Regions from separate parts of the Mus musculus genome. Here all the other regions are linked to region 6. The links are chromatin contacts, called in public ChIA-PET, HiCAR-type and HiChIP or PLAC-seq maps. All regions are on one chromosome and are shown on one strand. Each heading gives the region's core, a stretch centred on a gene start, on an enhancer-like site or on the middle of the called end of the contact. The rest is flanking DNA. Distances are from core to core; before and after follow the strand shown. Region 1 holds the start of Sidt2 (SID1 transmembrane family, member 2). Region 2 holds the start of Thy1 (thymus cell antigen 1, theta). Region 3 holds the start of Cbl (Casitas B-lineage lymphoma). Region 4 overlaps Gm39323 (a long non-coding RNA gene). Region 5 overlaps Bace1 (beta-site APP cleaving enzyme 1). Region 6 holds the start of Cd3d (CD3 antigen, delta polypeptide). Region 7 holds the start of Usp2 (ubiquitin specific peptidase 2).

Region 1 (2,700 bases), core at 177-2,676, 970 kb after region 6:
CCACCCTCTCTGCTGCGGACAAAGCTACACAGGACAGTGGGCGTTTAAAAGTGAAGAAATCACAACTGCAGACAACTAGTTACTAGGTTGCTGAAACCAAATCTAGGGGTAACGTTTCCCTGAGGGGTAGGTGCCACTTCCGGGATGATCCTGGAAATGGTACTCAAAAGGGGAGATCAGACTTCAAGGAAATGGATCCTGATGGTTGATCATGGCCTGCCAGAAACCAAACTCCTCTCCCTCCCAAAGAAAGCCTCAGGTGCCTCCTCCTCAACTCCAGTGCTTCCGAGTCAATCCAGATCGGGCCTTGGAGAATGAGCAAGAGAGCTAGGCAGGCCACACAGCCAGGCAGCAAGAATCTCCCAGGCTGTGCTCTGCCTGGGCCCAGCTCTGCCAGCCTTCTTTCTACTTTCACTACTGGGAAGAAATGAGTAAGAAGTCGGAGATAGTTCTGTCTTAGAAACAAACTCCCTTTTCTCTTGCCACTCAGCCTTCGAGGGCCTTATCTTGTCACCTTCAACTTACAAGGCCAGCTGGCTTTCTGAGGCAAGGAGGTCTGTCTCCTTCACCTCCCTGTGACCGAGCTCTTTCAATTCTAAGTTGGCCCCATCTGGAGTTGTCTGAGCCACGCAAGGCTGGGAGCCTGTTTTCCCCTCACCCCGACCTCACAGACTGAGAGCTAGATTGAGAGCCAGGTCACAGAGCAGACCAGACCGGTCCTGATCACAGCTGGTGGCAGGGAACTTCCCAAGCTGCCCCGCTGGAGCTGCCCGGGAATGCTGGTGGAAACCAGGTCTTGGCAGGGGGAGGGCGGCTCAAAGGCTGGCGGAGAGGAAAGGGGCAGCATCAAGTCCAGGCCGGGCGCCCACCCGCTCGGCCGCCCGTGGAGTCCCGCGCTCACCCGGTTGCGGGTCACGGTGTGGTTGAAGGTGTAGATGTTGACCAGCTCGCTGTTGACGTCGTCCGCGTAGGTGCGCTCAAACTCCGCGTCTTTCTGCGAGACGTTCTTGGGCCCCAGGGCCCCCAGGTGGCTCTCGACGGAGGCCACCAAGAGCACGCACAAGGGCAGACGCCAGGCGATCATGGCCCGGGACGGCGGGGATTGGCGACGGGACGGCGACCGGGCGCGTTGCGGCTGCCGCAGCAGCTTCCAGCATCTCACCGGGACCAGAACTTTAACCCCGGCCTCAGATAGGACGCGTCCCCTCCCTGGAGCCGCTCCTGGGCCTCGCGCGGATCCCGGCTCGCGAGGGCGGCACCGCGACCCGCTACCCCAGCCCGGCCCAGCCCGGCCCAGCCCGGCTGGAGACCCGGCGTCCGCTCGCGCCCGGAGAGCCGAGGCGGCGGTGGCCCTGGCCCGAAGGCTTCCCGGACGCGGGCCCTTTAAGGGCGGCGGACGCGGCGCAGAACTCGGAGCTACCAGGAGCTGCGCCGCGGTAAACAGCGGGCTGTGCCCGCCCGCTTACGTCATGGGAAACCGACGCGGATTTAAAGGGCCAGGCTGCCTCTACTTCCCACGCAGCCGTCGCCGCCTCCTTCCTTCGCTGTCCTGTGAGCGTCTGGAGTTGGGTTTTTCACGAAGGATCACTAAGTATTGGATTCTTGCTTTTGTGGTCCGCGTTTTTTTGGCTTTTTGAGACGGCTCACATAACTCAGGCTGGTCTGGAACTGGTCGTGTAAGTTTGGAGAGTCTTGAACGCCTGATCCTCCTCCCACCTCTACTGCTGGGTGTTGGCATTGCTGGCAAGATTCACAGAGCCCAGTAAGTGCAGGGTCTTGCTGACAGATGATTTCTTTGCTCAAGACAGGAATTGTGCTCCAAAATCATTACCCCAGCATCATTCTTTTTCCCTCATTGGCTCATAAAAGCGCCTGCCCACTGAGAGCAGCTCAGCGGCCGCTCCCCTCTCACAGTAGAGGGGATAACCAGAACCAGGGCACCATAACCAGGATGCCTTCCAACCTGTGAGCTCTGTCCCTACTCTGCAGAAACTGCTTTGTTTGTTTGAACAAAGCCCACGGAAAGATTCTGACCTTTCGTTGTCAACTGGCAAAAACCTTTCTGAGGAACTGTTTTGGCTTAGGCTTAAAAGAGCTCTATACCCTTCAACCCAGTCATTCCACTCCAGGGACTGTGTCCTACGAATAAGAAATACAAATAAAATATGGGGACAGCAATTTGCATCCCTGTGATCTTGAGAAAGCTCAAAGGAAACTGCTTGTTCACAGTGAAGGAAGAGGTGGTCAGAGATACTACTATGAAGTTAAGCAGATAGATTCTTAATACCATCAAAGGGACATCTAAGGAGGGAATTCAAGAATAACATTATATAAGTGGTATATAATCCAAACTTCAGACATAAATAGGAAAATATGCACAAGAACCGAGCTGAGATGGCTTATCAGGAAGAGGCACTTGCCATGGAAAGCCCGGCCTGAGCTCTACACCAGGGAGGAGAGAACTAACTCCACAAATTTGTTCTCTGACTTCCACAGACACCTGGCAACATGTGCTTGCGCACTTCACACACAGACACATGAACAATAATAAATTATATATATATATATACACACACACACACACACACACACACACATGTACAAGGGTGGATGAAGTGTCTCAGTGGGTGCGGGTGCTTGCCAAGATGCCTGATGACCATCTCTGGGACCCAAAAGGTGGAAGAGGGGAAAAACCTGACT
Region 2 (2,700 bases), core at 96-2,595, 940 kb before region 6:
TAATTTGTAAACAAAATCATTAGCACAGGTTTTAGAAAGAGCCTCTTGGTGACATCAAGTTGATGCTGTAGATGGGGTATCATTCCTGAGGACCCAAAACCGGGTCTCAGCCTTTCCCCATTCTGAGAGTTCTCTCTTTTCTCAGCCACTAGCTGAAGAGTAGAGTGGCTCAGCACTGGGCTCTTGAGTTCCCAAGTCCTACAACTGGTCAGCCTGACTACTAACCAGCCATGAAGAAACAAGGAGTGGATGGGCTGAGTCTGCTGGGATGGGAGTGGAGTTAGTAAGTGGCCATGGATGTAATGACCCCAGCAATGCTGGCTAGAAGGCATGCCTCCTTTCCTTGTCTGGAGACGGAACGGGATCATCTTGTACTCACAGAAGGGAGAACATTCTAGCTGGTTGGGCCAAAATGTGCAAGTTCACCTGGAGGTGGTGGTGCATGCTTTTAACTCCAGTACTCAGGAGGCAGGGCCAGGTGGATCTCTGTGAGTTCAAGACCAGCCTGCACTATGGAGAGAGTTTTGGGACAGCCAGAGTTACACAGAAAAATCCTGGTGGAAAATCTGAAAGAAAGAGAGAAAGAAAGAAAGAAAGAAAGAAAGAAAGAAAGAAAGAAAGAAAGAAAGAAAGAAAGAAAGAAAGGAAGAAAGAAAGAAAGAGTGGCAGGCAGGCAGGCAGGAGGAAGGAAGGAAGGAAGGAAGGAAGGAAGGAAGGAAGGAAGGAAGGAAGGAAGGAAGGAAGGAAAATAGGTGCGACTTCAAGATCCGGAGTTACAAGCAGAATGCACTGTTTCCCTAACAGGGCCAAGTGTTTTGAGTAACTGAAGGTGGGCATGATGCCTGGGAAGCAGAAACAAGCCAGGCAGATGCACCCCTTGCCTTGCTTCCGAAGGGCTGCAGTAGCATGGAAAACATGGAAAACAACCAATCCATTCCCTTTGCTGATATAACAGGCTCCAAAGCCAAAACCTGTCACTGGAGGCTCAAGAGCAGATCTCCAGCCAAGAGGCAAAGGAATGGGGGAAGCTGGAGGGCCTCCCTCTGGTTATCCAGGCTTCTGAAGGTTCAAGCAAAGAAAGGGTTACAACCTTAAAAGGAGAGCGTCCCGGGGTATGGGTAGAAGACTGCTCCACCCCGACCCCCAGGGTCCCTAACCGTCTTTTCCCTGGGCGAGTCAGCCCAATCACAGGACTGAGAGTGCCTCTTTAGTAGCAGCAAGCCACTTCGGACACCCAAATGGAACACCTCCAGTCAGCCCTCGCCGACCACCCCACCCCCTCCATCCTTTTCCCTCAGCCTCCGATTGGCTGAATCTAGAGTCCCTCCCTGCTCCCCCCTCTCTCCCCACCCCTGGTGAAAACTGCGGGCTTCAGCGCTGGGTGCAGCAACTGGAGGCGTTGGCGCACCAGGAGGAGGCTGCAGCTAGGGGAGTCCAGGTGAGAGCAGGCCGACGGGAGGGACCCGCACATGCAAGGACCGCCGCAGGGCGAGGATGCAAGCCTTCCCCAGCTACAGTTTTGGGAAAGGATACCAGGGCGCTCCTATATGGGGGCGCGGGAACTGGGGAAAGAAGGTGCTCCCAGGTCGAGGTGGGAGAGGAAGGCAGTGCGGGGTCACGGGCTTTCTCCCTGCTAACGGACGCTTTCGAAGAGTGGGTGCCGGAGGAGAACCATGAGGAAGGACATCAAGGACAGCCTTTGGTCCCCAAGCTCAAATCGCTTTAGTGGTGCGAATAGAGGGAGGAGGTGGGTGGCAAACTGGAGGGAGTCCCCAGCGGGTGACCTCGTGGCTGGCTGGGTGCGGGGCACCGCAGGTAAGAAAACCGCAATGTTGCGGGAGGGGACTGGGTGGCAGGCGCGGGGGAGGGGAAAGCTAGAAAGGATGCGAGGGAGCGGAGGGGGGAGGGAGCGGGAGAATCTCAACTGGTAGAGGAAGATTAAAATGAGGAAATAGCATCAGGGTGGGGTTAGCCAAGCCGGGCCTCAGGGAAAGGGCGCAAAGTTTGTCTGGGTGTGGGCTTAGGTGGGCTGGGTATGAGATTCGGGGCGCCGAAAACACTGCTGCGCCTCTGCCAAATCACGCTACCCCTGTATCTAGTTCTGCCAGGCTTCTCCAGCCCCAGCCCCAATTCTTTTCTCTAGTGTTCCCCCTTCCCTCCCCTGAATCTCAAGCCCACACTCCCTCCTCCATAACCCACTGTTATCAAATCCAAGTCATTTGCCACCCAACAACCATCAGGAGGCGGAAGCAGACGGGAGGAGTTTGAGATCAACTTGGGCTACATCACGAGTTCCAGGCTCACCAAGGCTTCTTAAGGAGACCTTGTCTCTAAAATTAATTAATTAATTAATTAATAGTCCCCTTTCTCTGCCACAGAACCTTGGGATCTGGCTCCTGGTCGCAGCTCCCCCCACCCCAGGCTGACATTCACTGCCATAGCCCATCCGGAAATCCTAGTCTATTTCCCCATGGATCTTGAACTGCAGAGAGAATGGCAGAGTGGCCCGCCCTGTGCAAAGGATGTTCCTAGCCTAGGTGGAGCTCGCGAACTCGCAGACTGTGCCTCTCTTGGGCAAGGACAGGCTAGACAGCCTGCCGGTGTGTTGAGCTAGGGCACTGTGGGGAAGGCAGAGAACCTGTGCAGGGCAGCAATGAACACAGGACCAGAAAACTGCAGCCCTAGGAACACTCAAGAGCT
Region 3 (2,700 bases), core at 118-2,617, 750 kb before region 6:
AGAGGAACCTAGGCCCAGAGAGGAACCAAAGAAAACCAAATTTACTCCGGAGGAAATAACACCATTCACTTACATGCCGGGGCCTCCTAATCACATTTATCTGCAGTAGGAATGTTGAAAAAAATAATAACTGTGGTAAGAGTTAAGGAAACAGAGCACTGACTTCCAACAAAATGTTAAGACAAGATTGTGTATTCACGTTTAAGTACTGGGGCCAACTACAAGACTACATTATACAGGCTCAACTGTAAGGAAGTAAGATTCTCCTGATTGACAGACTTAAAGGGCTAACCATAGGCAACCCCACCCCCGCACCTGATTTTATAATGGCTATCAAAGGGGTCTTAAATAATAAGCAGGTAGGCCCGTTACAAAAATCAAACACTACAGCCCAGCGAAAAGCACCGAGAGCAAGCAGGAAGTTCTGTAGAAGTCAGACTATTAATTCAGCACGCTCAGTCAGTCCACCTTTCGAAAGATAATGGTTCTAACCAGAACTTGTGGTTTAACCAGTGCCTATCTCAGCAGCAGCGATGGATTACATCCAACACTTTGCAAGACAAAAACTTAAGCCATCCTTAGCGGAGAAGGGAAGTTCCTTCCTTCCCTGCCCCCATTTAAACCCACCTCTTTTTCTTTGATCTGTGTGCTACATCTTAATGAGAAAAAACTATAAGCTCACCCTGACCGCAGTCAGCCGGGCCGCCTCCTGAACCCAAGTCCCTCACCCAGGGCGACTCCTCTTCCAAACCCGGAGCCGTAGCCGGCAGATCCAACACACATCCCACCCCCAGCACCCCAGGCCCACCTCCCGGGGCTCACTCGACGACCCACATCCCCAAGCTCCGCACCCCCATCGCACTTCCGCCCGGGTGGCGCGGTGACCAGCCCTCCCCCAGCCCCCACCCCATCTTTGTCTGGCTCCCCCACACCTCAACGTTCCCAACTGCCAACGGCAGCCCTCCCTGGCGCCCCACCGCCCACGCCCACCCGGCGCCGCGCGCGCCCGCAGGCCGCTCACCTTGTCCATGAGCTTCCAGCACTTCTCCACCATCTTCTTGTCCACCGTGCAGGGAGGGTGCGGGCTGAGGTGGTGGTGGTGGTGGTGCGGCTGGAAGGCGTCCTTCATGAGCCCGATCAGGCCGCCCGCTCCCGAGCCCCCAGAGCCGCCGCCGCCGGCGCCCGAGCTCTTCTTCACGTTGCCGGCCATGGCCAGCGGAGGGTCGGGAGCCCGCTCGGCCGCGAGCGAGGGAATGGAGCCGGGCGAGAAGGAGGGGCCTCTCCGGCAACCACCGCCGGCGCTCGCAGCCCAGGGAGTGAGAGGGAGGCGCCCGCCCTGAGGCGCGCCCCTGCGCGGGCGCGAGCGCGGCCGGCGCAACGCGGGGGCGCGCGCCGGAGACGGGCAAGCACGGCACGCCGCGGCGACCCCCAACGCGCGCACGAGCTCGCGTGCACCCGCGTGCCCCGCGGCTCCCGGAAAGCCTCGACCAAGTTTCCGCGCCCACTGCTCCCGCCCTGACCCACTGGGACGGGCGGGGCGGAGCCCAAAGAAAACTCAGTGCCTGCGCCCTCTGCTGGAGAAGAGAGGAATGGAAGGAAAGAGGTGGGGTCCAAGGTAGAACCTGCGCACTAGGCAGAAGAGAAGCCTGGCCGTCCATGTTCGTTGTGGCCTGGGCTTGTTGCCTCCGGGAGTTGAGTCATGGCTGTGCTCGGATTAAGACGGGTAGGGATGGAAGGAGTCTTCTAAATGTGGATATTGAGCTTCGAGTTATCTGCCTCATCTTGTGGAAAGATGGAAAAAGAAAGCCAAAGTTCGTTTTCTTCCCCTTAGTGTTTTTATTTTTGTGGTGATTGGAATTGAACCTACGACCTCACACATCCTAGACAAGTACCCCACCTTGAGCTATATCCCTATTCCACCATCTTGTTTCACCATGTAGCCCTGGCTGCCTTGGAACTCGCTGTGTAGACCAGGGTGGCTCTGAACTCACAGAGATTCACATGCCTCTACCTCCCGAGCGCAGGGATTAAAAATCGCCTTGGTATTTATAACCCTCAAAGGTTGGGAATTCAGTTGCTGCAGCTTTTTGCAGACTAAGTCACATAAAGGTTTAAGGTTAAGGACACTCGCGTCTCACGCGCTTCTTCCAGACTTTTTAACCTTTTTAAAACAAGTAACTTCCTTTTGATCTTTTTCTTTCTGAAGAGCAATTCCTTTTCTGGGAACTGAATATGTACTTTAAAGATATTCTATTGCTCAGCGGAATGCGCTGGCGGCACGAGGCCCCGCCCACAGAGGCTGTGAGCCACTTGCATGGAGGGAACAGAAATTCAGCTCCCGGACACCTTCACTTCCCTAATCTTCAGACTTCACTAGAAGTACTTTGAAAATAGGAACTTCTTTTCCAAAGAAGAAGAAAGTACCCAACCTTGGTTTGCTAATATTTTTTTAGCTCCAAAACCATTTGGTGACATTAAGTACTCAGTTCTGCCACCAAGCCTTTGGCTGGTAGGTTGTTGAACTTGTCCAGTACTTGAAGAAAGAAAACAGTCTCTGAACACCAGAATTATTCAGTCCCACAACTTTGGGTTGCAAATCAGTCATTTTTTTTTTTTTTTTTCGAGACAGGGTTTCTCTGTGTAGTCCTGGCTGACCTGGAACTCACTCTGTAGACCAGGCTGGCCTCGAACTCAGAAATC
Region 4 (2,700 bases), core at 177-2,676, 960 kb before region 6:
CGGAGGAAGGAAAGGGACAATCCAGCAGTGACAGGCGGCACAGGGGAGGTCCAGATGTGGGGATAAGGATAGAGGAAAGGGCTGGCAACATGGCTAAGCAGGTGAAGGTGCTTTGTAGTCTGACTCATGAGCTCAATCCCTGGAACCCATATAGTGGAAGAAAAGAACAGTTTCTCAAGTTGTTCTCTGACCTCCACATTTGAGCTATGGCACACAAGTAGCCATACACATGCACACATGAGCACACATAGATAGATAGATAATTAACAAATACAACAAAACATTTAAAGAATAATTTTGAAGAACAAAGCTACCCATGTACATGAAAGTCCCATAATGAAACCTATTACTTAATCCTAGAAAGACAAATTGAAAAATTAAAAGTGAAAAATAAGCTACTTCATACTAAACATTTGTGCCTCCCCAAATGCACATGTTAAAGCCCTAACTCCCAGTGTAACAACATAAAGAAGTAACTAAAATTGGGTGAGGTCATAAGATTGGGTAAGGGTGGGGGCCTCCAATCTGATAGAATTAATGACCTTTGTAATTAATTTGTTCATTTGAGTGTCTATATGATGGGGGTAGAGGTCAGAAGACAATCTGTGGGAGTCAGTTCTCTTTGTATCACATGGGTCCCAGGGATTGAACTGGGCCCTAAGGCTTCACCCACTGTATCTTTCTGCCCCGGAATCAGTGTTCTAATAAGAGACAAAAGACTGTGGCTCTAGTGGACAAAACTCTTAGAATTCAAAAGCAAAGAGGCTAGCAATATAGAGTTTTAAATGGGAAAAGTATTTTTTTACTTCTTTTTTGTTTTTTGGGAACACGATTTTCCTATGTACCACCTGCCTCTACCTCCTGAGTGCTGGGACTAAAGGCATGTACTACCTCACCTGGCTGGACAGAATCTTGATTAGTCATTTCTCAAAAGATCATTCATAAATGGTCCACAGACACATGAAAAGATGCTTAGCATAATTAGCCATTTATGAAATGCCAATCAAAACCATAAGAAGCAAGCTGTGATATGGCTCAGTGGGAAAAGGTGTGTGTGTGCAAGGCTGATGACCTGAGTTCAATCCCCAGAGCCCGCATGAAGGTGGAAAGAGAGAATTAACTTCACAAAGTTGTCCACTCACCTCAGAGCCAGCACCCACACTTATACACAATAATAAATAAACAAAATTATTTTTAAAAGCATAAAAACTCACAAAGAAATTCTACCTCACAGCCACTGGCGTGGTTGTAGTTTTTCAAAATGAGGCAGGGGGGTGTTGGGGAGATGGCTCGGTGGATGATAGTGCTTTTCCTGTACAAGCAGGAGGACCTGGCCTCAAATTGTCATGAGCCACATCAAACAACTAGACATGGTTTCACACCTGCAACTCCAGTTCTGGGGGGAGGTGAAGACAGGAAGATCTCTGGGGCTTGCTGGCACCAACCACCCTAGCAACAGTTTCAGAGAGAGACCTTGTTTCAAGGGAACAGGGTAATAGAACAGGGCCTTTACAAATACACACACAAGCACATGGACATAACACACACACACACAGACACACACACACACACACACACATCATACACCATGGGAGGATGGGGAGGGAGGAGAGAGAAAAGGAGAGAGAAATAAAAAGAAAATAAGGCTGGGGATGTAATTCAGTTGGTAGAGTGCTTGCCACCAGCCTACATGCCGCACAAAACAGGCATGGTCTCATGCCGGGCTAAGGGTGTAGGGGAAGAGGGGGAGGGAGAGAGCCCGCGACCGGACAGAGTTCCTGTGCTCAGGGCAGGTGGACTCAGGAGGACTGCCAGATGCTTTCCACTCTGCCCCAGGTGAACATCTGGCTGTGAAGCCACTGACCCCACTTGGCAGGGGGTGGACAAGGGACAGCCCCCATACCAGGTTCTCAGTTTCTGGCATCCCACGCTGGATACAGCAGAGGAGCTAAGAACAGAATAGGGGCCCCAGGGAAGAGGGCAGAGGAAGAGAGGTTCCCACGCAGGCGAGAGTCTTTAGACCGGTCCGTGGCTGGAGCACAGGAAGGCCTTCTGACGGGAAATTAGGCACGGCTCCTTAGGAGAAAGCCTATCCCATCGTCCAAGCACAGCGGGCCTTGATGAACAGACACAGTTTATGGTTTTGGAGTTTTATTGTAGAAAGGCAGGGGGAAAGAGAAAAGGTAAGAGAGAGAGAGAGACCAGCCATGGCCAAGAGGACAAAGGGGGAAAAAGGAGAGAGAGAAGAAAGGCTGGAGAGTAAGAAAGCTTAAAGAGAGAGAGGTAAAAGCTTAGAGTGAGAGAGAGAGTAAGAGGGAGAGTAAGGACAGTAAAAGCTTAAGAGAGCAAGCAGGGGCCAAGCATCCCCTCTTATAGTGGGCTTCTTATCTTGTTGTTGCTAGGTAACTGGGAGGAGTCTAGCCTGAAGGTCAGAAGCTTGGGACATTGTGTACTTGACTAAAAGCCACAGCTTCTCCTGTGGGGGCTGTGGGGGTGGTAACTTCAACAGGAGCCAGGGGTCTAGGAGACACAAGGGAACGCCTTCCGTCCCATGTAGGTGAAAATTATCACCTCCAGGTCCTACAGGGGTTCAGACCTCAACTGGACTGGAGACCAGGCTGTCTGTGCATACATAGCCCATTGCCCCACAGTCACATATGCCTGTAACGCCAGGCTTAGGAAGATGGAAGAGAAAGGCAA
Region 5 (2,700 bases), core at 106-2,605, 870 kb after region 6:
GGAAAAGGGCAGGCTGGGGAAGGAGAGGGGCCCAGGAGTGAGGAAAGTTGTTCTTTCTTGGCCTTAGCCCTGTTTGTCTGAGAGAAACCTTCCTCAGGTGGAAGAGTCAGACTGGGACCAGAGAGAAAACAAGGCTCAGGACCTTGTGGTAGAGAAGGAGGAACTCTGAAGAGAGGAGAGACAGGAAAAGGCCCTGGACAACGGGGTCCCTGGATAGAGGTTTCAGTCTAGTGTAAAGAAGTGGCCAATCTGCTCAAGCTAGCCTTTACACAGATCCCAAGTAGTGTCCCTCCCATGAACAGGTTACAGGGACTGTGTCAGGAGGGGACCCATTTCTGGTGCTCAAAGCTAAGCCCTAAAGGTACAGAAAGGGGTCCCGGTAAGCGGGGTGAGGCCTTTTAACCATTAACCCAGCTGGTTGAAATCTGCCATGCGGAGCCTCCAGGCTCTATCGATTATTTTAAAAGCACAGCCACTGTTAACTGGTGGCTGCCCAGAAACCAGGGAGAGGCACAGAAGTAGAGGTGGGGAGAAGCAGGCAGGGAGGAAAATGGGAGCCCAGCCAGGAGTGGGAGCCGGAGAGGAGGTCTGAGGTAGGATTCACGGCTTGGCCATCAATGTAGGGGAGGCTTTGGGGGTGATCAGAAAACCTAAGCTGGCATTGGAATCAGCCAGCACAGCCCATGGGCACTGCTGAGCCCTGAAGCCAGGAAAGGGCCTGGCAGATGGGACAAAACAAGCTCATGACCATGGTGACCTTCGCAAGGTGACTAGGTCAGAGCTTTGCTGACTTCACTGAGAAAGGAAGGGAAGGCCACTGGGAAAGCTGAGGTGCAGGGAGAGAGAGGGCAGAGAGAGTCCATGACAGGCTGCTGGGTTTTCCTGAGGACAGGGCCCTTTCCCTGATCCTCCTATACAGCAAAAACATCACGGTCTGGTGTGGCTGAGGGCAGGGTCAGGCCATCAGAGTCTGACTGCACCTGGCCTGCTATGTATGCACTCTGCTTCATAGTTAGTTTTACAAAGCTAATTTCATTTGTGAGGTGGCTAAATGGGGAGGTGAGGAACCCTCAGACTAAAGCTGGCTTCTGGAGAAGATCAGGTTGAAGGATGCTTGTGTGATAAAGAAACAGGGTTGCTATAACTTGGATCTAAACTGTACCCCAACGGACCATGTGTTTTCAGTGTGGTGCTAGTGGGAGGAAGTCAGGTAACTGGGGGTATACTCTAGGAGGAGATATTAGGACTCTGGCTCCTTCCTCTTCCTCTGCTTCTTGGCTGCGGTGGCAGGTCCCCTTTGTCACACGACGTACTATGTTGACACATACCAAAGCAATGTGGCCTAGTGACCACAGACTGAAACATCTGAAACCCTAAGCTATGTAGTTGAGGTGGGGAGGAAGGGGCAGGCACACGGTGGGTGGCATGTGCCTCAGCATCCTGGAGGTTGGGGAAGAATAAAGGATCAAAGTCACTCTCAGTTTCAAAGTGAGCTCAAGAGCCATTTTGGGTGACAGGAGACCCTTCTTTTAAAAAAAAAAAAAAAAGGCAAGGAAGAGAAGGAAGAAAAGAAGGAAGAGGAGGAGGAAACCAGAGACACAAAATACATTTTTACACTTTCCTAAGTTGCTTTAGGCAGGTGTCACCATGGTGGAAGCTAATACAAGTCACAGTGGAAAGTGACTGCAGGTAAGGAAAGGTGAAATGAGGGACAGTCTGCACATGCATAAACTTCATGACTCATCACAGGATGCATACATTGGCAGGATTTGCGGACAGCGGTTTTGGCTCTGTGATATCATCTGGTCATTTTTGGGAGTCCAGGGTCAGTGGTTTCAACCAGTTTGACCTAGAAGGCATCTCCAGGTTTGAAAAACAATTTTAAAACAACAACCAAAATCCTGAACAACCCTTACCAAGGTGGGTAACCAAACAGAAGAGGCTGCTATTTTTTTCCTTTATTAGTTAAGCGACTTCTAAAATCAGTGATGAGCACAGGTAATTGAAAGCAAATGAAGATACAGAGTTTATTTGGGTTTTTCATGAGTGTAATGTTCTCTTTGGTTTTTACAATTTAAAGAGGATGGTCCAATCCTCTTTGAAAAGGAAAAGAATATGATTCCTTTCATTAAGAGGAGTTGATCACAAGCAGTAGAGCGGGGGACACATTAGTAGAGGTGCTAGGAGAGAGCTGTGCACACACAGCCAGGACAGAGACACAGCTGTCTGTCCACTCTCAGCCATGGCACTCCTGGATGCCCATTCTTTCTGACGATGGCACACATAAGCTTAAGTAACTCAGGAGAAACCACATTATGGGTGTGGGGCATGGAGTCCCACACACACCTGGGTACCAATGTGCCCTACCCACTGATCCCACACATCTTTCCTTGCCAGTGCCAGATGGAGTGGATCAGCCGCAGCAGAGGCCTCTTGATGGCAGAGAGAAATAGTGACGATCAGGTGACAGGAAACACTAGCATGTCACAGACAGACGCAAGTGCAGTCTCTGAGGCTCAGGAGGACCCTCAAAGTCTGCCTGTGGCCTTGGTGCCAGTGCTGTCGGCCTGGCTGCTCTTATTCCGTGGACAGGTCCACCAGGACCACAGGCCGGTGGGTCCAGAGCCGTCTGTCTGCAATGTCTTTTCTCTCCCCTTTCTCTGACAGCTCAACATCCTGGTGGACACGGGCAGTAGTAAC
Region 6 (2,700 bases), core at 184-2,683:
GAGAGTCCCTTAGCCACCCAGCCACCCAGCCACCCAGACAGCCTGTGCAGCAGCTGGCCTGGCTCCACCCAGCATGCATTGAGCTGGGACTCTGAGTAGAGGCAATACCAGGTGTCTCCGCCCTCTCCTGTAGAGTGTGGGCAGCAGGGGCCCCAGCAGGGGTGTTGATGCTCTGACTTATCTCGTTTTCTCTTTTGTTGTTGTTAAGGCTTGCAGGATAGCAGGTGGCAGGGGATGAGGTTCTAGATTCCCACTTGGAAACCCCTTTACCACTAGAACCTCTATGCGCAATAGGTTGAAGACTCCACTGAGCCTTTTTCTCGATGACAGTGATGAATGTTCCTGCCTGTTCTTCTGGCTAGGTCTGGACTTGTTTGTCACTTGATCCCAGAACTCATGGGTTTAGGCAGAACTTTTCCATGTATGAGACTGGAGTTCTGAATGGAAAAGCATCTTAGAGTAGACCTTCCTTAAGAGATTTTTGACACTGTTCTTTTGAGAACATCTAAGTGGTACCCACCTAGAAGAGAACATCCCAACGGGACAACTAGCTTATTTCTTGGTGTATGACCCTGGGCTAGTTCCAGGGTCTCAGGCTATTGTCTCCTTTAGCCAGTCAATGCATAACAGAAATTCACAGAATTCCTATGTGATTCCAGGCACAAAGGATAATTTTGTCCCCAGACAGATGACCTTCTGATTATAGCAGTGTGGAAAGTTAGATCCCCACAGCACATGGTAGAAAAGTCTATTGTCTCCTGGGGAGGATCGATTCTACAAATGAGTGGATTGATTATATTGTTAAGAAGACTCTCATACTGAGATGGCTTAATGTGGCTGGCATGATGCAAACACTCCTCCCCCAATCCTTAGAGTGATGCTGAGGGAGACAAGCTCTGAGACACTCCATGCATGGGTACTATGTGCTGGACCTAGGATTCCGATGTCTGGATGAGGGCTTCTCAAGTCCATCTTCCCACTGGCTAGAAGCAGCTTGATGTGGTGTCCCAGAGTGTCCTGTGAAGGGTCCTGAGACTGATCAGAAACAAGAGGATCTGCTAATGTGGCTTGTGTAATAGTTTCTCTCAGTGGATCTAAAGAGGTGGCACTTCCTTGTTTGTGAGTAAATGTAGTTGTATTGTTCATAGGAAGCCCAAAATCTTCTTTGTTTGTTACCAGTGACTATTGCTATTTGTTTTTTGTTACCAGGAAAGGCTATTCTAAATTCCCTTACACTTCCTAGAATTCTGAACAAACTTTCCTCATAGTCTCTGCTTTGTATCAATCATCCCAAAATCTTTGCTTCAGAAAGAGCAGTTTGCACCTGTTTGTGTTTTACCCCACACCTAGCCCACTGTTGCTTTGACAGTCTTACACCATCAAAGGCAGAAGGTAGAGAGGCAGATTTCTTCTAGTTCCTCCCCCACTCTTCCTTTTTCTGAATACCCATGAGTCTGTTGGCGGAGGATAGTGCTAACCCTGGCTGATCATCCTGTGGCTTGCCTCTATTTGTTGCATGATTCCCTCTGGAAGATGGAACACAGCGGGATTCTGGCTAGTCTGATACTGATTGCTGTTCTCCCCCAAGGTAAGGGAGGCCTCTTCAGCTGTGTGGAGGATGGACCCGTGAGGGGCATTGTCACTGGGAGAAGTCCACTGGATAGTGCATCTCGTTTACCAAGCTGGGGAAGATAAAAGGGCAAGGCTAGGGCATAGGAAACAAGCATTCGGCTTTGACCTGCTCTAGTCAAGGCTCACATTGGTCGTGATGGTGTCCCCAAACTCCTTGGACCAGACATTTGTAGGAAATGGTTCCATATTGTATGTCCCTAGGCCTAAAACTAGTAATGAAGTTATACCCATTGCATCGTCTAAGGCAAATGGCCTCTTGGAGTAGGATTCTTGGTCATGTGACCACCCGGAGCCACGGCTCGGCTCAGAATTTAGAAGCGATCTTTAAGAGAAAAGTTAGCTTTAGCTGAATGGGAAGGACAGGCAGAGGGTATGTTATATTAAAGTCTGTAAGTCCTAAGTGCCAACTCTTTCTCAGTTTGTTTGCTTTTAAAACAGAAAAGCAGGCTGGGTAGATAACACGGGGGTAGGACTCAAGGAGTGCAAAAAACCCAAACCAAACAAACTCCAAAATAACACTGCGAAGCTCACATCTCAGAGCTCAGCCGTCCCAGGAAAACTGGGTCAAATGGTTACTCTAAGAGCTGTCCTGGCCACCAGAGATTTCTACTGGACGTAACTCCAAAGAAGACGGGACTTTAAGAGGAGAAGAATTACATACACCTCTCTTCTCCAGCATGCTCATATATGTTCCTGCTTCAGAGGCAGGGGCAGCCATTTTGGAGTTTTCTGGAGGGTGCTCTTTTGTTCAGATCAGTAACTAAGTAATGAAGCTCAGAGACACACAGACTCCAGGGAAGGCTGGCTGTAGACATAAGGCATGGCAGTGCCCTCTGGGCTGGGAAGGCTCACTGTGCCCACAGCCTTTCACCTCTCCCACCAGACTTGATGTACTTAGAGCCTCAGGAGCAGATTTGATACATATTGGTGGCCCTTTCTCCTTAAGCAAGCATGGCAAAGACAGTAAAAATTATAGGGGCACAGGAGGGACAGGAACCGCTCAACCCAGAAACTAGCTAGGGTTTGAGAATTTCAGCACAATTAATGTTCTCTGTATAAGTTGTCTAC
Region 7 (2,700 bases), core at 29-2,528, 910 kb before region 6:
AAAAAGAGGGGCTAAAGAGATGGATGGCTCAATGGTTAAGAGCACTGACTGCTCTCCCAGAAGACCTGGGTTCAATTCCCAGCAACCGCATGGCAGCTCACAACTGTCTGTAACTCCAATGTCTGATACCTTCACACAGACATACACACAGGCCAAACACTAATGCACATAAAATAAAAATAAATTATTTTTTAAAAAAGAATAACTCTGATTTTTCTTAGGGGGTGTTATCTAATTTAACAATAAATAACTCTTAGAAGTCAAGTTTGCAGGCTGGATAGATGGCTCAGCAGTTAAGAGCACTGTCAGCTCTTCCTAAAGGACCAGGGTTCAATTCCCAAAATCTAAATGGCAGCTTACAACTGTCTGTAACTCCACCTCCAGGGGATCAATCATACATGCAAGCAAAGCACCATTGCACACAATAACTAATTGATTAAAAATAAAGTCATTTGCTTAAAATTAAAATACAAGTTGCATCTTTTTTTCTTATTCTAAACCTGATAGCTTAGATGAAATGCTATCCTTTCTTGGGCTAAGTCCTCCCAGTAGTCACCTAAGCGAACTGCATTAGTAGACATGTACAAGACACTTGACATTTATTTACCACTTGAACATGGTCTCCCTAGGCTTCAGCTACATTGTGCAATAGATGACTATAGTGGTTCTTTTACAGGACCATTAAAAAGATTAAATGAGAAAGCTAATATATGCAAAGTACTTATCACCATGTCTAGTAATGTACTTAATAAGTAGCCCATAGAATGCGTCACTTGAATAGTCATGTACGTTGATAGTGTGTTGAATGGACATAATCTTTTTTTACCTGATTGATTGACCTATGGGGCTCTATAAATATTGCTATGAGATATACATGGTTGTTTAAATAAATGCATTTTTAAATATAAATAAATAAAATAAAAAAGTAGGCAGAAAAAGAGTCTATGGAATAGAACATTCCCAGCCCGGTAGGAAAGCCTTCTCTAAGATCTGAAAGCTGGAATGTTGCCTTTTCCCGTGAAGTGACCCTCTGTCTCAGTCTTCCCAGCGCCAGGACCTATCAGATTCCAGTCCACTTCTTTCCTTGCGCCACCGGCTCCAAACAGGCGTGCTTTTTCTCCACGTGGTTCTCTGTATATACCCGGTTACCTGGGAGATGCGCGCCGGGCGGGGCTCTACTGACGCAACAATAGGAACAAGCCAATAGCCATGACGTATATCAGTGACGCAAACGCGGGGTGTGGTTTGGCCGGCCCGGGCGCAATGAGGCTGCTGCCCGCTGGGTGGCGCCGATTTCCCGGGGAGGTCCTTTCTGGGCCCCCGGCGGAGGTGGGGGAGAGGCGGGCAGGCACCGAGCGAGGCCAGGGAGCCCTCTGCGTCAGCCACTGCTCGCTGCGCCGCGCCAGTACCAGCCAGGACTCATCCGCAGCTCCATGCTTGTGCCCGGTTCGACTCGTCCATCCTCCGAGAAGAGGCAGGTACGTGCCACCTGTCGCAGGTCGGGGAAGGAAAAAGCCAGGGTCAGTACCAGCTTTGAGACTCGGAAAGTAGGGTGTCAAAGGCAGCCTGGGCAGTCTGGACGTGAGAAATGTAGGGCGAGGGCCAGATGTGTGGAGGGGGAGACTCCAGCTGTGGGTGCCAGTGTATGAGAGGGGCTGCCAGCTGCCAGCTCGGGGTGCCAGGAAGAGCCATCTGTGTGCTGATCAATGTGTTCTGAGGAAACACTGTAACCGCGGGTACAGGTCTCCCCGCCCTGTGTGTTGTGTAGCCCGAGAATGACCCCTGGACCCTGACACCCCCCTCTCCCCACGTGTGTGTGCAGCTAACAACCTCCCTGTTGTTAAACATCCCGGGGCTATCTCTTGGTCAGTTTTCCAAAGCGGGGGAAGGGGCTTAGGGGAAGCTAGCAGTTAAGCGGAAGGGAAAAATTTTCCACCAATCCCAAATCAGAAAGAGGCAACTTTGAAATTCTCACCAATCCCAAAGCAAAAGCAGCCATGCAATGTTCTCTGACATGCAACTTGCCTAGGGGAGTCCTGGTCAACCGTTTCTAGCTCTCCAGAGAAAAGAGAACTCCTAGCTCTTAACCCCAGAGCTTTTGAGAATGAAGTTGAGTTGAAGATTCTAGTAGGGGTTGCTTATCTCCCCCAAACACGGGCATATAAGCTTGCACACACACACACACACACACACACACACACACACACACACACACATCAAACCACAAAACAAGAGGCATGGAGAACTGATGGATGGCCTGGGGTGGGGGATGTCCCCTACTCTTTGATGCTGTAGGCGCATGCCGCTCTGGAATGAGGATTGGAATGAGGGCGTCCTCCAAAGTGCATCACCAGGACCCAGTCTGAGTCAGTACCTTGTGCTGAGACAGGGTGGAGGCACCAGCCCTCGGGCCTTCCAGTCTCCAGGGAGAGCCATCAAGAAGCAGAAGATTCCTCTTGGGAGCAGACAGGTGCACCGAGGCCAGAACGATGGTCCTCTCATGACCCTGTCCAGCCTGCCTTTGACACCCTGGAACCCTGAGCCCTCCAACAGGTAGACTGGAACTGCTCCTCTGGAGCCAAACATTCCCTGGCAGCCCAAGGAAGCCACACTTGATTTTTTTTTTTTTTTTCTGAGCAAAGGGGAAAGGAGCCCAAGTAGGCTTGGCCTGTCGCCTTGGGAAAGTGGCAAAGTCTGTCT

Evidence for each region. ChIA-PET counts read pairs in DNA pulled down with a chosen protein or histone mark. HiCAR-type assays count read pairs that join an accessible place to other places. HiChIP or PLAC-seq counts read pairs in DNA pulled down with a chosen protein or histone mark.
Region 1: a HiCAR-type map of astrocytes shows a contact between it and region 6, with 2.5 times the contacts expected there. The contact joins the promoter of Sidt2 here to the promoter of Cd3d in region 6. A contact is called at or near these places in 2 of 39 promoter capture datasets (hippocampal neurons and pre-B cells), 2 of 115 datasets of contacts at active chromatin or transcription factors (astrocytes and embryonic stem cells) and 1 of 9 other capture datasets (pancreatic islet).
Region 2: an H3K27ac HiChIP or PLAC-seq map of regulatory T cell precursor shows a contact between it and region 6, with 7 times the contacts expected there. The contact joins the promoter of Thy1 here to the promoter of Cd3d in region 6. A contact is called at or near these places in 1 of 39 promoter capture datasets (hematopoietic stem and progenitor cells), 2 of 115 datasets of contacts at active chromatin or transcription factors (regulatory T cell precursor and thymic regulatory T cells) and 1 of 9 other capture datasets (liver).
Region 3: an RNA polymerase II ChIA-PET map of memory CD8 T cells shows a contact between it and region 6, with 95 read pairs. The contact joins the promoter of Cbl here to the promoter of Cd3d in region 6. A contact is called at or near these places in 1 of 39 promoter capture datasets (liver), 3 of 115 datasets of contacts at active chromatin or transcription factors (memory CD8 T cells, regulatory T cell precursor and thymic regulatory T cells) and 1 of 9 other capture datasets (liver).
Region 4: a contact with region 6 is called in an H3K27ac HiChIP or PLAC-seq map of regulatory T cell precursor, with 8 times the contacts expected there. The contact joins the enhancer-like site here to the promoter of Cd3d in region 6. A contact is called at or near these places in 1 of 39 promoter capture datasets (liver), 2 of 484 Hi-C or Micro-C datasets (CD4 T cells and CD8 T cells), 1 of 115 datasets of contacts at active chromatin or transcription factors (regulatory T cell precursor) and 1 of 9 other capture datasets (liver).
Region 5: an RNA polymerase II ChIA-PET map of memory CD8 T cells shows a contact between it and region 6, with 8 read pairs. The contact joins the enhancer-like site here to the promoter of Cd3d in region 6. A contact is called at or near these places in 1 of 39 promoter capture datasets (hippocampal neurons), 2 of 115 datasets of contacts at active chromatin or transcription factors (large pre-B cells and memory CD8 T cells) and 2 of 9 other capture datasets (embryonic stem cells and macrophages).
Region 7: an RNA polymerase II ChIA-PET map of memory CD8 T cells shows a contact between it and region 6, with 55 read pairs. The contact joins the promoter of Usp2 here to the promoter of Cd3d in region 6. A contact is called at or near these places in 1 of 39 promoter capture datasets (hematopoietic stem and progenitor cells), 1 of 115 datasets of contacts at active chromatin or transcription factors (memory CD8 T cells) and 1 of 9 other capture datasets (liver).

The regions. Positions count from the first base shown.
Region 1 is chr9:45,953,823-45,956,522 of GRCm38.p6, forward strand. It overlaps Sidt2 (SID1 transmembrane family, member 2), which reads right to left and starts at 1,427. Exons shown (of 26, transcript NM_172257.4): 1 at 902-1,427. The coding sequence starts at 1,084. A830035O19Rik (RIKEN cDNA A830035O19 gene) reads left to right here and starts at 164. Exons shown (of 1, transcript NR_152206.1): 1 at 164-2,176.
Region 2 is chr9:44,042,039-44,044,738 of GRCm38.p6, forward strand. It overlaps Thy1 (thymus cell antigen 1, theta), which reads left to right and starts at 1,346. Exons shown (of 4, transcript NM_009382.3): 1 at 1,346-1,438. It overlaps Gm39323 (a long non-coding RNA gene), which reads right to left and starts at 146. Exons shown (of 3, transcript XR_870686.2): 1 at 1-146.
Region 3 is chr9:44,232,679-44,235,378 of GRCm38.p6, forward strand. It overlaps Cbl (Casitas B-lineage lymphoma), which reads right to left and starts at 1,368. Exons shown (of 16, transcript NM_007619.2): 1 at 1,022-1,368. The coding sequence starts at 1,210.
Region 4 is chr9:44,020,910-44,023,609 of GRCm38.p6, forward strand. All of the region lies in intron 1 of Gm39323 (a long non-coding RNA gene), which reads right to left. Among named protein-coding and RNA genes, the nearest start is that of Gm39323, 20 kb to the right of the region's middle. Within about 2 kb of position 1,427, at least 35 of the 459 cell types and tissues checked have an H3K27ac peak or open chromatin away from gene starts, as enhancers often do. A contact at or near this core is called in CD8 T cells and regulatory T cell precursor, where this site is marked.
Region 5 is chr9:45,850,221-45,852,920 of GRCm38.p6, forward strand. It overlaps Bace1 (beta-site APP cleaving enzyme 1), which reads left to right. Exons shown (of 9, transcript NM_011792.6): 2 at 2,668-2,700. Among named protein-coding and RNA genes, the nearest start is that of Bace1, 13 kb to the left of the region's middle. Within about 2 kb of position 1,356, at least 119 of the 459 cell types and tissues checked have an H3K27ac peak or open chromatin away from gene starts, as enhancers often do. A contact at or near this core is called in memory CD8 T cells, where this site is marked.
Region 6 is chr9:44,980,353-44,983,052 of GRCm38.p6, forward strand. It overlaps Cd3d (CD3 antigen, delta polypeptide), which reads left to right and starts at 1,434. Exons shown (of 5, transcript NM_013487.3): 1 at 1,434-1,588. The coding sequence starts at 1,534. Cd3g (CD3 antigen, gamma polypeptide) reads right to left here and starts at 79. Exons shown (of 7, transcript NM_009850.2): 1 at 1-79.
Region 7 is chr9:44,065,743-44,068,442 of GRCm38.p6, forward strand. Usp2 (ubiquitin specific peptidase 2) reads left to right here and starts at 1,279. Exons shown (of 13, transcript NM_198092.2): 1 at 1,279-1,478. It overlaps Gm39325 (a long non-coding RNA gene), which reads right to left. Exons shown (of 3, transcript XR_870690.2): 3 at 583-1,489.